2 separate regions of the Mus musculus genome follow, and region 2 is linked to region 1. A link is a contact called in public promoter capture Hi-C data. All regions are on one chromosome and are shown on one strand. Each heading gives the region's core, a stretch centred on a gene start, on an enhancer-like site or on the middle of the called end of the contact. The rest is flanking DNA. Distances are from core to core; before and after follow the strand shown. Region 1 overlaps Smg6 (Smg-6 homolog, nonsense mediated mRNA decay factor (C. elegans)). Region 2 overlaps Smg6 (Smg-6 homolog, nonsense mediated mRNA decay factor (C. elegans)).

Region 1 (2,700 bases), core at 86-2,585:
AGGCCCAGTCCATAACTGGCTGAACTTCAGCCTCCTCATCTGAAACATGGCAGTAATGATAATGTCACTTCCCAAGGTTTGAAAGTAATAGTTTTTGCTTGAAAATTTGCGGATCTGGCTTGGATGTTTTGTGCTTTTTAAAGAACCAGCCATAGTACAGAGTTCTGAATTTATTTTCTTTCTTTCTTTCTCTCTTTCTCTCTTTCTTTCTTTCTTTCTTTCTTTCTTTCTTTCTTTCTTTCTTTCTTTCTTTCTTTCTCTTTTTTGTTTTTTGAGACAGGGTTTCTCTGTGTAGCCCTGGCCGTCCTGGAACTCACTCTGTAGACCAGGCTGGCCTCGAACTCAGAAATCCTCTGCCTCCCAAATGCTGGGATTAAAGGTGTGGGCCACCATGCCTGGCTGAATTTTCTTGTTTTTAAATTTTTAAAAAATTATACAGATGACATTTTTTCTTCAGACCCATCATTTCTCTCACTTTTCAGTGTCCCTTGTACAGTTGTGTGCTAAACTGCTGCTGCCGCTGCTGCCACTGCCATAATGTTAAAGAAAGCTGCTGTGTGGGTGGCACACAGGCATTGCCCTCCCCCTCCCAGCCACCCAGGACAACTATAGGTCAGAGCCTTAGGTTTGAAGCCTGGTCATATGGTACATCAGGTCATATGGTACATTTTGGAGTGCATTCTAGTTGTTGGGCATAGATCATGGTAAATTAAGTTTGCAGTTTCAGAACTCCTGTCAGGATGAAGGAGCAGAACCAGTGTTTACCCTCATTTCCTCTGGACAGTGTAGAATGTTAGAGAAAAATTTCATCTCTGGGTTTGCTAGTAAGCAGATGTTTCATGTCTGATAACCCAGTTTCTTTGTTGCTCTGTAATTATGTGATCCTGGTAGAGAAAGACGAATTGTTGGTTTCCTGGGTGTAAGGATTGCATGTTTGGTTGGCTTTGGTCCTTTTGTTTGTTTTGTTTTATTTTCATCAGGGTTGCCGTGAGTTGATTTCATGTCAGTTCCCATTTCACTTTTCTAGTTTGTAGTGTGAACCTCATGTTCTACTCCTTCACCTCAGAATCAAGTTTTAAAGTTGCTTCATGAGTGGAGATTAGGCAATAAGCCTGCGAGAGTTCATGGCAGCCTCCTTCCTATAGGACAAGGCTGCAGGTTGGCTCTGCTTTTCATAGGCTCTAGGAACAGTTCAGCTAGACTGCTGTTAAAGTTATAAGCAGGATTGGAGGTTTTCAAAGGATATAAACTGCTTTGTGTGGAGCAGCTCCTAACAAATCAGGCCTAAAGGCAGCCTCCTAGACTGTTGGACTGTGGGGCTGAGGTCTTTGTTTCTGTGGTTGACTGCAGTGAAGTTTCTCAGAGCATACTGGCCCTACCTTCAGACCTGTGGCAGCCCTTATGACCTCGGTCACCAAACCACTTCAGGGCTTTATTTTTATCCTGGCCTTTGGTTTTAAGATAGGAGGTTGGTTTTTTTCCTCTAAAGTTCTCTGGGGAAGAAACAGTGCCAGGGTGCAGTAGAGGCTGGTTAAACACCAAAACCACACTCTTCGTGTTTCTGGGCTTGAGACGTGACATAAGCTGTGCCACAAACACCAGCTTCCACGCTATGAAGAAGCTTCCGTTCATTCGCTTGTTTTGTACTTTTAGACAAGTAAAATGGTGTAGGAGGCAAATGTGCCCCTTCCCAGACACCACTAGATAGAATGCTAAGAGGGGACATTTTAAAAATCCAGCATTTTCCAACTTTAGTTTTTTCATCTTCTCCAAGGGTAATGGTGAGAACTCTCACAACTTACTAGGTCTCAGGAAGCCAGATTACCAACATATCCTGTTCGCGTGCATGTGTGTGTTCTGTTACCCACAGGCCACTTTCCACCCCACATGACCTTCAGTTACCATCCGGAAAGTCGGACCCAGATACCAGTCAGAATTTCCAAGCTTTGGTTTAATTTAGACATTTTAGAAATAGTAATGACAGTAATTGTAAAGAGAAGTCACTTGAGTAACATACAGAACAAGTATAAACAATACATCCTGAAGGAGGAAGGAGTGAGGTGGTGCGCTTTTCCAGTAATGTGCTTAAAAGTTAGCATTCAGGCCGGGTGGTACGCACGCCTTTAATCCCAGCACTCGGGAGGCAGAGGCAGGCGGATTTCTAAGTTCGAGGCCAGCCTGGTCTACAGAGTGAGTTCCAGGACAGCCAGGGCTACATAGAGAAACCCTGTCTCGAAAACCAAAAAAAAAAAAAAAAAGAATAAAAGAAAAAAAAAGCATTCAGAAGAAAACATGAAGCAGCTAAAATGTTCAGAGGAAGAGAAAGTAATCAGAGAACAATTTGGTTACAAATCAAACACATTTTTAAATTTTGGGGTCTTAATTTAAATTACTTTTTTATTTTTCCATTTCGTGTGTGTGTGTGCTCGCGTGCCTATGGAGGTCCAAGAACATCTTCTGGGAGTTGGTCTCTCTTTTTGTCACGTGGGTCCCAGGGATTGAACTCAGGTTGTCAGGCTTAGGGCAAGCCTTTGTCTGCTAACCTGTCTTCCCAGCCCCAATTCTTAGGTATTTAAACTTTTGTTATTTAAAAAGTATTTTTAGAGATTTAAAAAAATTATTTGTAGTTGTGCATATATGGGTATGGATATATATATATATATATATATATATATGTATATATATACATATATGTACACA
Region 2 (2,700 bases), core at 179-2,678, 180 kb after region 1:
CCATGTCCTCCCGGCTCCAGAGGATTCCCTGTGTGGGATTCGTTATTTCTTCTGTCTGAATTTTCATTGGCAGACCCACCCTTGGCTGCTACAGAAGTGTGCTTTCCACCCTTTGTCTCTAGTAAGGGTGAGTTTCACATTGCTCCAGTCCCTGCTTTTTGAAAACACATTAATGTGAGTTCATTTTCTTGTAGCCAATCCTGTAGCCTTGGCTCATTAAAGATGATAATTAACCCATCGCTAATTGACCTCAGAAGCCAGCCAAGCAGCCTATATTTTACCAGCCTTGGTGGTAGATTTGGAGTCTATTTTAAGGTTTCTTAATAATCTCAGCAAGACTTCACTTTTCCTGTCTGCATCTTATTTGCTCTAAGGACATTTTGTAAAATTAACAAGCTATAAAGCTTGATTGAAGGTTTCAACAAATGTGAGAATAATTGGCTCCATTTAGAGAAACAAGAAAAACAACCTGTAAACTTGAGTTTGCAGGGGGAAAACCCATGTAATTTTTTTCTCTCTCTCTTTTTAACCAGAGGAGCAGTAGCAAGCTGGACTTTCAAGACTGGGCACGTGGGGGTGGAGGGGTGTTGGGGCTGGTGGTGCAAGTTCTGATTCCCCAAAACGAAACATTTAGTGTTTAGTGAAAGAAATGTTGCAGAGTAACTAGCTGTGGTGCGCACTGAACCTCTCTTTCGAAGTCTGCTCTAGAGGCCTGTCAGCATTCCAGCCCTTTCTCCTGTTTCCTGGCTGTCCGAGGGTTTCTCCCTTCCCCAGGGCTGCTATGAGGTGTACTCAGCTTACATCAGTCTATGATGGCTGGTGCTTGATCCCCTTTCTCTCTTGCTGTCCCCACTTTCCATAAAGTGGCATCACTTTTTCTGTTCTTCTGTTGGCCTCTGCTCAGTTTTCACCATTCTTGATTGTCTACCTCCCCACCTAAGATAACCTAGACAGTAGACCAATCCTCCTATGTCGGTCTAAAGGTTTCTTCTGCTTTTCTCAGAACCTGCCTCTTAGCCCCTGCCCCTACCTCATTACCTGCTCACGTTCTCTCTCTCTAAGGAACTGAGCTGGGACGGAACAGGCACACATCACCTCTCCACAGCAAGCTTTCCGTTTTCCTTTCTGCTTGGTTCTGTGTGGACCTGATGAGCTGATAGCTAGCTCAAGCCCTGAAGCTTAGGGTTTTGTTCCTGCTGCTGATGGGGAGCTGCTTCAGATGACCTTCACGGAGGGAGACAGAACCAGGCTTTCTTAGGGTGCTTTTCTTTCAGCTCTTCCTGATCAAGCCTCACTTTTCTGTTAGAAGCAGGAATGATTCATGTGAGACATTTTGTTCATTAACCCTGGAGTTCTTGGCAGTTGGCTACACAGTATCCTCCAGGGCAAGGACTGCCCCTGCAAAGGCACACCAAGAAGGTTCAAAGTCTAGCAGCCCTTCACCCATTCTCAGCCCCAGTCCAGCGCTGTTGTAATAACCCAAAGGGACTGTATCATGCCCAGCTTTCGCCTCAGAAACAAGGAGAGTTTGCCAATAAGGCAGTGGGCATACCATTTACATCCTCTGCCTTAGAAATTGATACAAAATGGAAAAATATGGTCGAGAAGGGGTTACTGTGAAGATTACATCCTAAATTTCATAGGTACTCTCTCCTTTCCAGAGAATATATGACCCCTTTACCCTTTAACCCCAGAGACTTTACTGCTACGTGGAGATCGTCTTGGAGTTTGCTTTTTAAAGGAGTTGGTTTGAAAGTCTTTCTCCATCCTTTTTTAAAGATTGATTATATGTATGTATATGTATAGATGTATGCGCGCACACACACATACATGAAGAGTACACTGTAGCTGACATCAGACACACCAGAAGAGGGCATCTGATTCCATTACAGATGATTGTGAGCTACCATGTGGCTGCTGGGAACTGAACTCAGGACCTTTGGAAGAACAGTCGATGCTCTTAATCGCTGAGCCATCTCCAGCCTGTCTTTCTCTATTTTGATATATCCCTTACCATATTAAACTGTTGTTTTGTCCCTCTCTGACTCAACTCCTAGAGCCCCTTTGTATGGGAGAATATTCCCAAGAGCCTCCGGTAGAACCCCAGAGTCAAGAGAGCTGTGTTTTTCTCTCCACCAGGCTTATTCCTCTCACACCATGGCAGAATACTCTCACAACCAGCCCAACAAACTGGAAACAGGATTCCATGTGTCTTTGAGCAAGCCCTATACATTACGCCTGTCATGTTCCCAGTTTACTAAATACCTTGAATTCATTTCTCACTGCCACGCTGTAGTTTAGAAACTTAAGAATACTGCATCCAGCCTTAGTTGGTCTCCCTGCTAGTTGGACTACAATGAAGAGAAGACAAAGTCTGGGTAAATTGTCTATGTAAACAGAGTCCTTTTTGGACCTCTTAGATATCCCAGTGAAGCAGAACTCTTACCAATCACAGTAAGTGACATTCCTCTTAAAGGCAAGAATGAATGACCATAGCAGACAAAACTCAGGGAAACTGGGTTCATTCTAAAAGGTGTGCAAATGAAAACTGGAGCAGGGTGGGAGTTCCTTGTCTTTCTTCATGATAGTTCCCACTGAACCTCTAAGGATGTGCTACAGGCAGGCTCAGGATGTCTGCACCCCAGGCTCCTGCTGTGCCCTGGAAATCCCCACCTCCAGGAGTCCCACGTCCACACATGT

What was found. Capture Hi-C pulls out chosen DNA fragments and counts their contacts.
Region 2: a contact with region 1 is called in a promoter capture Hi-C map of adipose tissue. The contact joins two enhancer-like sites. A contact is called at or near these places in 1 of 15 datasets of contacts at CTCF or cohesin (the NIH/3T3 cell line), 3 of 484 Hi-C or Micro-C datasets (bone marrow-derived macrophages, embryonic fibroblasts and forebrain), 4 of 115 datasets of contacts at active chromatin or transcription factors (CD8 T cells, cardiomyocytes, embryonic stem cells and 1 more) and 3 of 9 other capture datasets (adipose tissue, liver and pancreatic islet).

The regions. Positions count from the first base shown.
Region 1 is chr11:74,958,601-74,961,300 of GRCm38.p6, forward strand. All of the region lies in intron 8 of Smg6 (Smg-6 homolog, nonsense mediated mRNA decay factor (C. elegans)), which reads left to right. Among named protein-coding and RNA genes, the nearest start is that of Srr, 34 kb to the left of the region's middle. Within about 2 kb of position 1,336, at least 73 of the 459 cell types and tissues checked have an H3K27ac peak or open chromatin away from gene starts, as enhancers often do. A contact at or near this core is called in adipose tissue, where this site is marked.
Region 2 is chr11:75,134,138-75,136,837 of GRCm38.p6, forward strand. All of the region lies in intron 13 of Smg6 (Smg-6 homolog, nonsense mediated mRNA decay factor (C. elegans)), which reads left to right. Among named protein-coding and RNA genes, the nearest start is that of Gm51907, 3.7 kb to the left of the region's middle. Within about 2 kb of position 1,429, at least 22 of the 459 cell types and tissues checked have an H3K27ac peak or open chromatin away from gene starts, as enhancers often do. A contact at or near this core is called in adipose tissue, where this site is marked.